Linked DNA regions of Mus musculus: region 2 is linked to region 1. A link is a contact called in public promoter capture Hi-C data. All regions are on one chromosome and are shown on one strand. Each heading gives the region's core, a stretch centred on a gene start, on an enhancer-like site or on the middle of the called end of the contact. The rest is flanking DNA. Distances are from core to core; before and after follow the strand shown. Region 1 holds the start of Gtpbp8 (GTP-binding protein 8 (putative)). Region 2 holds the start of Usf3 (upstream transcription factor family member 3).

Region 1 (6,895 bases), core at 2,886-5,385:
GCTCTACAAAAGTCGACTGCCAAGTATTGCCCTCCAAAAAAAAAAAAAAAAACTTCTGCCTAATAAGTAATACAGTTTAGAATGATAATGAAGTCATTACTTAGAATAGGAAAACTCCTGATTTTTTTCAACCACTACAGTGCACACACACACACACACACACACACACACACACACCTTTTACTGATACAAAAGCAAAGACTATATATGGCTAAGAGTTCCAAACTAATGATTAGAATGAATATACAAGAATTAATAATGGGAGAATATTATCTAAAGCAACTTGCCCTCTATTGATTGAAAAAAATCTTGATGGAAACAAATTTTTATTTTTTTTCCAGAACCCAAATCATTCTAAGAACTCACCTCCTACACACCTAGTATTTGATATTTAATCTCCAAATCTCTTTAGAGAAATTTGTCAGCATGGCAGATACAATCTTAAAGGAAGCTCAAAAAGACTTCGTAGAGAGAAAAAAAGAACAACAAAAACGACACACACAGTTCTTTGGAGACATTGTCAAAAGAAACATTACTAAGATATATTAAATTAATAGATAAATATAGATAGATATAAATAAAATTCAATGATTTGATAAACTACACAAAATGGTCATGAGAAATATGTCTGTTATTTCTTTGAGATAATAATATAGTGACTCTCACATACAATAACCTGTACCCATAGAATAAGTTAGGTAGAAAGTGATGTAACATGTTGCATGCATTGGAGTCACAAACCTGGGTCAATGTGAATAATAGCTTATATAATTGTTTAATAGGAAAGTGGCACAAAGTTTTTTTTAAATATAATTAAAGAAAACTGTTAATTGCCCTGGAGAGATAGCCCAGTGGTTAAAGACATTTGCTGATCATCCAAAGGACCTGGATTCGGCTTCTAGCACCCACGTTGGGACATTCACAACTTCCTGTAACTCCAGTTCCAAGAGACCCAACACTCTCTTCTGATCTCTGCTGAAATCGATACATACAAGGCACACACACACACACACACACACACACACACACACACACGCACATGCACACGCACACACAAAGATAAAAATAAAATTTAAACTTAAATAATTTATCCTGACAGTTGCTATTACAATTCAGGCAATTTATGTATGGAAGTTTTTCCATGTCACTCCCCATATAATACCCTCTTCAACCCTACTATTACCTTCCCAATGCAAGCCATCTTCATTTTGATATGATCAGGCCTTTTTCATAAGTGATACTTGGTACTCAAATCAACTCCTTTTCTAGAAAATATTCAATAATTTTTTTCAGACCGGCTCTATATAGTCCAGGCTGGCCTCAAATTTTGTAGGTAGCTAAAAATGCCTTTAAGCTCTGGTCCTCCTCACTCTGCCTCCCAAATACTTCCATTCCAGACTCCAGTGCTATGCTTAGTGTTGTCACAAGTACATTGTAATTATTGTTGTAAAGAAGGGGAAAGTGAAGGCAAGAAAGGATCTTATGTAAAATCAAACAGTGAATACTAACTAGTCTATTACCTTTCCCAATATCCAAAAGCTAGTTTTCCCAATGTCTCTAATCTCACTTCTACCTAGCCATTCAAAGTATGGTGTGTCTAAACTAGATAAGAGCTGCTCTCTGTGCTCTCTTGTTCTTGCCTTCTTACTCCCGCTCTGTCCTCTCACCCTTCTCCCCTCTCTCCACATACTCATGGCCAGCCACTACTTTTTTACTTTCTCTCTCTGTCTCTCTGACTCTCTGACTCTCTGACTCTCTCCATCTCTGTCTCTCTGTCTCTGTCTGTCTTTGTCTGTCTCTGTCTGTCTCTGTGTGTCTCTCTGTGTGTCTCTCTGTCTCTCTCTCTGTCTCTCTCTCTGTCTCTCTCTCTGTCTCTCTCTCTCTCTCTCTCTCTCTCTCTCTCTCTCTCTCTCTGCCTTTCTCGGTCCCTACTACCCTCTCAACTCCCCTCCCCATTTCCCATGCCCTGAATAAACTCTATTCTATACTTAACAAAAACCAAAAACACTTGATCTCTGTGAGTTCTGAACTTGCTGACTCTCTGATATCCATGATTCTGTCTACCTGCCTCGGCCTTACAATGCTTACCTTCTTCTTGGATCAGATGGAATCCCTAAACTTGATACCTACTGGATTTACATCGTTCAGGGTCATTTGGAATCAGTCATTCGTTTCAGAGACAGACAACAATGGAAAAATAACTGTGATGATCTGTAAGAATGGCAAAATCTCTTCACTGATCTACCAACCTTCTTCCTGTTCTTATCAGCTAAGCCTGGCAGAATATAGTCACAGCACTTCAGTCACTTGAATTTTAGTGAAAAATCTTAGCTCTAAATCTGGGTGTGGTAGTACATCACTCTGAAGGCTCAGACAGAATGATCACGAATTTGAGGCCAGTCTGACCTATGTAATAGACTCTGTCTCAAAAGCAAACCAACTCAAACAAACAAACAAGTGCCTATAAGGATTATATACAAAGTGTGTAATACCTGTCTACATCATACTAAATTTTTTTATGTGTTAACTCTGTGATGAACTGCTTCAGTTCTCAAAATCAAAGCCACTTCTTCTGAAGGATGATCACAAACAGCCCAACTAGGAAAGAAACAAGGCGTGTAATAATATCTGGAAGTGAAGCATTCCAGACAGGCATATGCAGCAACACAGGGGCATATTTGCTTCTTACATCAGTGGGCTACGTTACATTTGAGACTAGAAGATGTTGGGGATTTTCACTTGCATTTTAACAGGATCATGTTTGCCATTACATTGGGAATATACCTGAAGGAGAAACAAGCAATGATACACAGCTAGATTTTGGAAGCTATGCCAATAATCTAGGTGAGAGACAAGGAGGACTGGGAACACGATGCTAATGTTAGGGTCTGAGAACCCCCAGAGAATGAGACCCCAGACTCAAATAATATGCAACAGCAAAGAGCGTCTTTCAGCAGAATTCGGCATGCAAAGGTCGCTCCATTTAAGAATGGAGACACCAGTGTGTGCTCTGCAGGGTCAGTTTAAAGCCTGTTAGGGTGGCAGTGGGTGTCTTTTATCTTTTGTTTTTTCTTGATTAGTTGGCTCTATCTCCAGGGATATGAGTCCTTTGTGATTTGTTAGGGCTCTGGGGACTTTCCAAGGTGGTAAGGCACCCTTGGATTGGCTGTCTGCAGCTGTGGTTGGATGGCCATGGGCTCCTGAATCTGGGTCCTCATTTCTGGGAAACAGAAATAGGCCTAGACTCCCAAACTGCCAGTTTACAGCCTGTCATGGAGTCAACCTGGCTCTGGCTCTTTGATCTTCTGCCTACAGTAGAGACTAGGGAAGAGTTTGATTACAAGTGTCCATGGAAAACACAGCATATGTTGACTCTAAAGTTTATGTGCCTGCTATATGCAGATGCTTTAAAAAGAAAATAATGGAGTGACAGGGCACGGAATGATTAAATGCTTGTGGTGGTTTAAATGAGAATGGCTCCCATGAGCCATTTGAATAGTTGCTCCCGAGTTTAGGGAACTGTTTGGAAAGGGTTGGAAAGTGGGGCCTTGTAGGATTAGAAGGTATGACTGTATTGGAGGAAGGGGGTGTGTATTTGGGGGCTTCAAAGGACTCCAGTTGTTCCCAGTTCTGTTTCTGGTTTATGGATCTTTGTCAGTTCTCAACTGCTGCTCCAACGCTCTGCCTGTCAGAGAGATACCGTCCCTTCTCTGAAAACGAGTTGCAATTCCAACCACATTTCTCACCAGCTTATTTAATTTTGCAAACGTGTTTTTCTCGGTGACGTGAACTTATGATAAATGTCAATCGACGATAAAACGACCGGAAACAGAAGGCAAAGCGGGCTTGGAATCCACTAGTTTGTCCCTATGGTTCCTTCCCTTGAGACTCAAAGATCACAGGACAAGGTAAGTTTTTCGCATCTGGAAACCGCTGAAGACCAGAACACGCCAATCTGATACATAGTTGGTAAAGCCAAGGTGTTAAAGAAAGTCAGTGGGGTTTCCCCCTTTCTGCCCGGAGGTGGTGAGAAGCTTGAGCAGGTGAGGAGACCCTAGAAAACTACAATTCCCAGCAGGCGCTGCGGCAGCGAGCTTTCTGTCTGGCGCTGTCCAGACCCTACTAATAAAATCCAGTCGCGAGGATTCTGGGAGAGGAAAATGGCAGCGGCTAGGTTGAGTCATAGAATGGGAAGGCTCCTTGAGAAAGCGCCAGCACTGGGGCCTTGGACCCGGGTTTACAGCACGTCCCCTGCCTTCGCAGAAGTGCTAAGGCTGCCACAGAAACAGCTAACGAAGGTAGTGTACCCGCTGCGGGAACTGGGGCAGCACCTCGCCGCGGACTCGGGGCCTGGCCTTATCGAACAGAGACTCTTCGACCCGAGCCTGGAGGACATCGGGCGGGCGGAGAGCATCTTTGAGGCCACCGCCCGGAACCGCATCGAGTACCTCAGCTCCGCCGTCCGCCTCGACCACGCCCCGAGTTTGCAGCAGCCGGAGGTGAGGTTGACCGCCGGGTCTACTGTAGGTGCGAGAGCCTGAGTCGGCCTGTGCTCATTTCCTGTCACCCAGCGAGAGAGCTCGTAACAGCAAAAGAAAACACTCCGTGTGGATGCGCCACTCGTGTGCGGTGCCCGTGGAGGACCGCAGTGAGCCGCAGTGTGGGTGCTGGGAATCCAACTCCGGTGTTCCGGAAGAGCCGCCCGTGCTTTTATATTTTCATTTTAGTTTATGTGGGTTTGCCTGCATGTATGTCTGTGTACCACATGCCTGTTGCCTTCAGAACCCAGAAAAAGACATCAGTGCTCGCTGGAACGGGAGTTTCAGGCAGTTGGGAGCAGCCATACGTGCTGGCTGGGACTTGAACTACAATCCTCTGGCAGCAAGCGCACCTAACCATTGAGCCACGTCTCCAACCCCGAAAGTACAACATGTAATAAATAAGCCACTGTTCAGCCCTGAGAATACTAAGTACTCCATTCTCCCTACCTCTCTCTCATACTAGGTGTGTTTCATAGGCCGAAGCAATGTTGGAAAATCCTCTTTGATAAAGGCCTTATTTTCCCTGGCCCCTGATGTAGAAGTCAGGATCTCAAAAAAACCGGTATGCTGGGTATCTCTTGAATTTATAAAATGAGACCTAAGTATTGGCAGATGCAAGAGATCATAATTGCTAAGTTCCTAGAGAAGAATTTTTTTAAAAAATATGTAATAAGGTAAGACATCATTAATGTCTGTATATTCTCTGAGAAAAACAAAAGTATAGCTGAATTGATTTTAGTAGTCTTGCCAATATCTAAAGGAAAGCATTGTTGTTCTAAATTTTTCCTTAGTTGACAAAGTTAAGTATTTTATTGCTGTTTTCTTCTATAATAATGAATGTCTAGTTCTACATTGGTTGTAGGGAAAAAAGGGTTTAAGTTGCTTTGTCCTCTATATTCTTGTGTATATTCCAGATGTGTGTATTCTTTTACCCAAGGCCACTCTGTGCCTTTCTTCACAGATAGCTCTGATCTTCTGCCCTTCTGCTATCCTCTCCTTCTTCTCCTTCCTTTTCATTGATGCAGCCAACTGGTACCTAAAAGAACCTTTTCCGAAATCTCACCGCTGGCCCCACTTACCTTAGTGTCCATCTGACAAAACACTTCCACCAGCTGTGACCCTCACTGTTTCACCCGCGAAAGTTTAAGCCCTTTCATGAAGCTAGCTTTCTCCTTCCCACTTCATGGAGTAGCGTCTCTGGTTTCATCACAGGGATTCCATCCTTCACCACTCTTCCTCCTCACCACAGAAGCCAGCTAAACGGTGAATTCTAGACAGAACGAATCCCACTCTTGTATAAGAGAATGATAGAGAAGGTGTATTCTTTTCATTCTCAAATACACAACTCTAAAAACACTTTCTAACAGACAAAGACGCTAACCAAGAACTTAATCATCGCTTACGAAAAGCCCTCTCCTTTGATATTTTATACCAAACAATTGACTCTAGTTTGTCTTTCCTTTTCTGATTCCTACGTGTTTCATGAATGCAAAAGCGCAAGTAGCCACATTGTGTTATCTTTGCATCAATTTTAACTTCACTGTTGTAATTGTGGGGTTGTACATTCTTTAAAAATTATTTATGAGGACACTAAACTGCACATGCAAAAACATCTTGGTTTACAGAAACACTAGTCTGCAGAGGATGAATGTCAGACTTCGGATCTGGGTGTTATAAGAATCTTTGTGATAGAATAAATGTTTGATCAGCACTTTTAAGTTATTCCTCTGTATACATTGCTCATCAGAGAATTGGCTGATGGCAAACACAGCCTTAATCTGGGTGGTTTTCACAGACAGCAAAATAGGAAAGATCCTAAAATATTTTGTCTGTGTATTTCTAATATGAAATGTAAAGTTTTTAAGCTAAGCATATTTTTTGAAAAATTGAAAAGATTTAATTATGATTTAATCATTGGTGGCTACTTCTCTCCACCTTTTTTCCCCCTTGTATTTACAGTAGTTCAGAATATATACTTCAACTTTTAATAAGTATTTGTTGATTGAATACTTAGGTTCATGAACATTTCTAGGCATGAAATAAAGGATATATTTTAAGCCAGCTTTTTTTTTCCATTTACTCTATCAGGGGCACACAAAGAAAATGAATTTTTTCAAAGTTGGAAAACATTTTACATTGGTGGACATGCCAGGGTATGGCTATAGAGCACCCGAAGACTTCGTTGACATGGTAGAGACTTACCTAAAGGAACGAAATAAGTAAGGACATTCTTTTTCTTACCATTGTTAGACATTTGACCCCAAAGCACCTTAAAAGGTCAAGGTGATTCTAACATGACAGACACTGCAGATACTAAACGCCTTACTTGTAGGTGCGCTTCATCCTTGTATAAC
Region 2 (6,895 bases), core at 3,025-5,524, 570 kb after region 1:
CTATGGTTGGAGTGTTCTAGCTCTGTAATACTTCAATAGTATCTAGAAATACAATGAAGATCATGCCCTTGAACATAGAGGCCCTGAAGGCTAGCAGTCAGATAAACACATACCTGTGGCTATGTGATAAGTACTAACATGTAAGTCTAGGGACTACAAAAAAAGAAAATAATCAACCTGCTGAAAAAAAAAAACAGGTAAATATATGAAAATACTTTGAAAGCAAGGCATGGTGGACAGCTAGAAGTCCAGCATTTGGAAGAAGACACAAGCGGATCTCAAGAACTTGAGACTAGCCTGGTCTACATATGGAGTTCCAAGATATACTGTCTTACACAACAACAGTAACACTTCACAAAGGAACTCAATACTAGTTATGGGATGAGGACACTCCTAAGCCATAGTAGGAATCAAACCCAAACCCATGGTTGGAATGAGCTCAAGAAAATTCTAAACCACAGGAACAAAACACTCTTTGCCACTGAATTGTAAAAGAAAAACAAAAACAAACAAACAAACAAAAAACCCTATGTGTTGAATTAACCCACACTATCAGTACAAAGGGAGTTTTTGGGTTTTTTTTTTTAGGTTTTTGGAGACAGGGTTTCTCTGTGTAGCCTGGCTGTCCTGGAACTCACTTTGTAGACCAGGCTGGCCTCAAACTCAGAAATCCGCCTGCCTCAGCCTTCCGAGTGCTGGGATTAAAGACGTGCGCCACCATGGCCGGCTCAAAGAGAGTTTTTTAAACAACATGTAGTTTGAAAGTTCAATGAGAGCTTATCACAAAAACACGCTGAGGTATAGGAGCCACTTTTCCTAGATTAGCTACCACCCCTCATAAGACACTTCTCTTTAAAGCAAATGGAGACCATCACAAAAGCAAAACAACAAACAAACAAACAAACCAAAAAAACCCCACCACAACAGGACACAATGCAGAGATCAACCGATTATGGGGAGCCCAGCCCCAGCAGGTGCATCTCCACCACAGTTCCTGCATCTGTGGTCTGGAAACATCATGGAAGAGGGGTAGGAAGGATCATAAGAACCAGAATATCAGCAGATGGCAGTGAAATGGTCTCTCTTAGAAATGGCTGCAAAACCCAGATCAGAACAATGGTGATCTCAATGGACATGCTAATGTGGAAGGAAGAAAATCTCATCATGTTCCCATCCCTATACAAAAAAAATTACAGCAACTAATGATCATTGGGAGAATTAGCCTCATCTAGGATAACCCCTCCCCCAACCCCAAACTGATTGTCCAATTCAAAGTTGTCAAACTTGACCTGTCTCCGGTGAGGCTTTGCCAGTGCCTGGCAAATACAGAAGTGGATGCTCACAGTCAGCTATTGGATGGAACACAGGGCCCCCAATGGAGGAGCTAGAGAAAGTACCCAAAGAGCTGAAGGGATCTGCAACCCTATAGGTGAAACAACAATATGAACTAACCAGTACCCCCAGAACTCGTGTCTCTAGCTACATATGTAGCAGAAGGTGCCCTAGTTGGCCATCATTGGGAAGAGAGGCCCCTTGGTCTAGCAAACTTTATATGCCTCAGTACAGGGGAACGCCAGGGCCAGGAAGTGGTAGTAAGTGGGTAGGGGAGCAGGGCAGGGGAGGGGGTATAGGAGACATTTGGGATAGCATTTGAAATGTAAATGAAGACAATATCTAATAAAAAAAATCAAACTTGAAACTATATAAGAACCACCAACAAAAATAGACTCATCTGGGTGGTGGTGGCACACACCTTTAATCCCAGCACTTGGAAGGCAGAGGCAGATGGATCTTTGAGATCAAGGCTAGCCTGGTCTACCCATGGAATTCCAGGGCAGCCAAAGATACACAGAGAAACTCTGTCTCGAAAAACAAAACAAAACAAAACAAAACAAAATTTGTTGTTGGCTTGGTAAGATGGCTCACCAAGTACTTGCTGCCAAGCCTGCCAAGTTGAGTCCAATCCCACACAGCAGAAAACTGTCTCTCAAGTTGTCCTCTGACCCCGCATCTATATACTGCAAATGCAGACCCACCCCCCCTCTCAATAATGTAATTTTTAAAATCTAAAACTATTCTTGGTGTGAGGTATGAGGGCACACATCTGTAATTCCAGCACTTGGGAGATAAAAGCCTGAGGATCGCTACAAATTCAAAGTCAGCCTAGGAGCAACGAGAGATCCTTTATCACACACACACACACACACACACACACTCACGGTATATGTGCACTTACATACCAAAGATTTCATATTTAAGGGATCTGTCACTACAATTACTTGATATAGAGGAGAAACACCCAAGTTAGCAACAGCAGGGATCTAAATTGCATTATCTGAGTGGGGTCCAAAGGTTCACATGGAAGGTTGTGGGGCAAAAGTTGAATACACAACTTAAGGCTTGCCAAGGAAAACCCTGGAATACAAGCAGAACAGCCTGGACATTGTACCAAGCTTAAGGTAATTTTCAGCCCTGGCTGCTGAGCAGAATAGCCTGGAGAGTTTTAAGAGGTATACCACAGCCTGCCTCCCTCCAGATCAAAGGTAAAGTCTGGGAAGGTGACTGTAACAAACAATCCAGTTAAGAAACCATTGGGCTTGACCACAGGAAGGAACAGCGTGAGATAACATTAAGACCTGGCTTTACTGCCAGGGGTTCCAAGCTTGCTATCTGTGGAAGCTTCTCTTCTAGCTGGAGTTAAACAGTGCGTGCATGTGCATGTGCAAGTGTGTGTGCGCGCGCACATGTGTGTGTTTCATACAAAACTAGCTCACTGTAAAATCTTTTTTAAAAAAACTTCTGTGATGTTCTATAGACGACTAGGGTAGAAAATAACTATTCTAGGTGGCCCTTACCACACTGAATGGAAATGCTTTTGTATCAAAAGAGTTCTACATTTCATCAATGCACAGACTACTACAATCACCAAACTACTAAAGCTAATCTATACAAAAGTCATAATGTTTAGACTACTGCCCAACCTTTTGACATTGTGACACAAACTTGTCTTTACAAGGTTCACTCTCTGGAACCATACAATGAAATTAAGAAAGGAAAAAAAGAAACCCTCAAGGGATTGGATATGTTTTCAATTTTGGGTTGGACCACTTTTATGTTCATTCTGGGTCACAAGTGGCTGTTGGCCTTTGGCATGCTTCTTGATACAGCTTTCATTCACAACTCTTGGCTTCTCAATGAATCTTCCTCAGTTTGCAACAAATACGTTGTGTATTTCCCAAGCAAATGGAAACATAGTATCCATACAGCAAGTCAAGTGTTCTGAGGGAAAGGAAAAGGTCACCGAGGAAACTGTCGGCCCTGCAAAGAGCAGATCTGACTGGCCATGGGGAAAAGCTACTGCAGGGTCCACTTACTCATCAAAGTTTCCTTTAAGACTCTGCCACTGTTACCCATAAAGTCGGCCAGACCTATCATGTTTGTTAATTCACTCAACTTAGTGGTAAAATGTTATCTGAACATTAGTTGGTTTTGGCAGTTAGTTTTTTGTGGTCTCTTATCTACAGATGAGGTCAATAAAAGCAAAAAAGACCCCACAGAGAGAAGAGAACTCTATCCCCAAAATGCCCAACCTCAGCCAAGCGTCCAGAAACCTCATGCTTGTTCAGGAAATTTGAAATCGGACAAGAATGCCATTCGCATGGACCAGTGCTATTCAGAAGCAAAAAGATGGGCTTCTAAAAAGAAAACGTCAGCCTAACTCTCCGACACAGAGGTGAAAGTTACAAAAGCAAGCAGCGAGTTTGACGAGTGGATCAGAAGGAAAGTCAGAAGACAAGTAAAGAGATGGAAGGGATGGCAAAAGGTGAAGGAGGCTAGCAAAGGCCACCCGGTGGGGACCTGGCTGCCCAGCTCTTTATGCACCCAGGACAGCATGGGGCCTCTGTCCGCCGGCGCGCACCGGGAGCAGGGCGAGCTCCCTCAGGCCTGGCACCCAGGGTGCGAGCATGCCGGAGTGAAGAGAGCGATCGCCCCGGGATAGGTGGGGAGTTCTGGGGACCCCAGGAACGAGGGGCACTCAGCCTAGCCCTCACCTCCCGCGGCTAGGAGGGGGTGGGTGGAGCTGAGCCCGGGGCCGCCCCCCGGAGCCGCCCCCGCAGCCGCGGTCCCGGCTGTCAGCGCCCCCTCCCGCGGCCACTCACCCGCCGGTGACGCGCTCCGGGCCACGGCGGCGGCGACCCCCGCCTGGGTCATGGTCCCAGGAGCGGAAGGCAGCGGTGTCTGGCCGTCTAGGCGAGCCTCTGGGTCCGCGGCCGCCCCCTGCTTCTGCGGGGCTGGGGGAGCGCGGGCCCGGGCCCTCCTCTCCCCCCGCCCCCGCCGCCTCTCCTCGCGGCCACCGCCGCCGCAGCGAGCCCGAGCCCTCGAGGCCGGAGACCCGGCGGCAGCACGGCCTCAACTTTCCCAGCCCCCCTCCCCCCGCCCCTCCCGCCCCTCCCGCGGCCGCCGCTCGGCACGCGCACAGCCTAGCCTGGATGCGCCTCGCTCCCGCCCCGACCAACCGGCCGGCCAATCCGGTGCTGGGGAGGCTGCCACCGTGGCCAGTCAGAAGCCGGGATTCCGCTGCGCTAGGCTGGAGGGCGGGAGGAGAAGGAGGGAAAAGCTAGGAGGGAACAGGCCTCGGGCGGCCCAATGACCAAGGCCGGGGGGCGGAGGTGTGCAAGTTGGGTTGAAAGAACAGGAAATATTCTTAAAGGTAGAGTGACAGGCAGAAAGGAAAGCCAGTAGGTGGATGAGAAAGAGGTGGGCCTGGTTCCTTAAAGGGGACGCTTTGAGAAGCTAGGAAAAAAAAAAAAAAAAAGAGGTTTTTAAGAAACTTCCTCGCACCCTGTTCTGTATTATGCTTATGGCAGCTTTCAATGCAAGCGTAGAAATGAAAAAAACTGAAGAGGAGGAGAGTGGCAAAAGATAGACAAGTACCTTTAGCCTGGAGGGTTAGAAGGTGGTAAATGAAGGTGGAAAATCCAGTCCTATGTGACTTCCCTCAGTGCACTATCTTTGGATATTGGAGACTGCAGGAATTCGTATACGGTGGACTCTTGACGTCCTTTATTTGCACGAAGCCCGTTTTCAGAAAGGTTCTGCAGTCCCCTGCTAAGGAAGTGAGTGCGTGGCTTTGGGGGATGGGATTGGAACCTTAAATTTAGGCTACTAGACACCCTTATTTAGGACCGGAGACCTCAGCGTCCTCTAAAGTGCCTTTGGAGCTCTTGAACTATCCAGCTATCTTTTTCTAGTTTTGTTTCATTTCACAAGCCCGCCTCCCCGAGACAGGTGTCTGATTCTCCACCTAGTGGTGGTGAAAGATTTATGAGCTTTTCACAACCAGATATAGCCAATTGGACTGGAACGCAGGGCATAATAGAAATACTACTTGAACCTATGTACAGTAGAAACAGACCTTGCATTGAGAAAAAGGTTAACAGTAACCCCGTTTTATGTTTCCTCCGCACTTTGAAAATCTGTGATAAAATAGGCCCTTACTGTTACTTCAAATTTGGTGCTAATAGGCAGTTTGATTTCTTTTTCACTTCCTTGTCCCATCTGGGCCAGGCCAGTGAGTTTTTTTGTTGTTGTTGCTGTTTTTCGAGACAGGGTTCTCTGTGTAGCCCTGGCTGTCCTGGAACTCACTTTGTAGACCAGGCTGGCCTTGAACTCAGAAATCCGCCTGCCTCTGCTTCCCAAGTGCTGGGATTAAAGGCTTGCACCACCACCCACCGCCCAGCTTGCTAGTGAGTTTTAATTAACTTTTGAATACGTTTGTCATTCCCTAGTCCCTAGCAGCAGAGACCTTAGGATCAGATCTGTAATAGTAATACTAATAATACATCCATGAATCTATAATGTTAATATATGTCCAGCTACACGAAATCATTTCGATGTCAGTATAAATATAAGGTTTTATGGGTAACACATATCAAATCCGGGCTACACGTAACTTCCTGAACTATAATAAATTAATTCTAATTTAAAATAAAAAAAAAATTTGGCCAGGCAGTGGTGGCACATGCCTGTAATCCCAGCACTTGGAGGCAGAGGCAGGCAGATTTCTGAGTTCTAGGCCAGCCTGGTCTACAGAGTGAGTTCCAGGACAGCCAGGACCGCACAGAGAAACCCTGTCTCAAAAAAAACAAAAAACAAAAAAACAAAACAAAAAAAACCCCTATATATATATATATTGGAATTTTGTTGTTTGAGACAGAATCTCAGTGTGTAGACTAGGCTGGCTTTGAACTCATAGAGATCCAGCTGCCTCTGCATCCTGAGTATGAGTGATGGAATTCATAGTGTGCACACCAAATCCAGATGCAAAACAAAGTTTTGACAATTTAGAAAACAGAATTTAAAGGGTTTTGAATCATTATTAATATTTTTGACATGATTTCAAAATAGAAAAAAAGCCAGGTGGTAGGCCTTTAATCCCAGCACTCAGGAGACAAAGGCAAGCAGATCTCTGTGAGTTCCACTCTAGCCTGGTCTACTACATGAGTTCCAGGACAGCTAGGGGTACACAAAGGAACCGTGTCTTGAAAACAAATAATTATTCAAACAATCAAACAAACAAAACAAAAACTCAAGTATTTCTTGAGAAAGCTCAGAATATTAACTTTTACTCTTTTCTTTTTTTTCTGAGATAGAGTTTCTCTGTGTAGCCCTGGCTGTCCTGGAACTCACTCTGTAGACCAGGCTGGCCTCAAACTCAGAAATTCGCCTGCCTCTGCCTCCCAAGTGCTGGGATTAAAGGCATGCGTCACCACTGCCCAGCTAAATTTTAGTTTTAATCCTCATTTCCTGATTGAAGTCCAGATCTCAAGCTAGTGAGACAGCATGGTGGCTCAGAGTAAAGGTGCTATCTGCCAACAAGCCTGGTGACCTGGCT

What was found. Promoter capture Hi-C pulls out the DNA fragments that hold promoters and counts their contacts.
Region 2: a promoter capture Hi-C map of liver shows a contact between it and region 1, with 3 times the contacts expected there. The contact joins the promoter of Usf3 here to the promoter of Gtpbp8 in region 1. A contact is called at or near these places in 6 of 39 promoter capture datasets (the 3T3-L1 cell line, cranial neural crest, erythroid cells and 2 more) and 1 of 115 datasets of contacts at active chromatin or transcription factors (epiblast stem cells).

Annotation. Positions count from the first base shown.
Region 1 is chr16:44,743,603-44,750,497 of GRCm38.p6, reverse strand. It overlaps Gtpbp8 (GTP-binding protein 8 (putative)), which reads left to right and starts at 4,135. Exons shown (of 6, transcript NM_025332.3): 1 at 4,135-4,499; 2 at 5,005-5,103; 3 at 6,630-6,760. The coding sequence starts at 4,161.
Region 2 is chr16:44,170,776-44,177,670 of GRCm38.p6, reverse strand. It overlaps Usf3 (upstream transcription factor family member 3), which reads right to left and starts at 4,274. Exons shown (of 8, transcript NM_001029889.2): 1 at 4,161-4,274.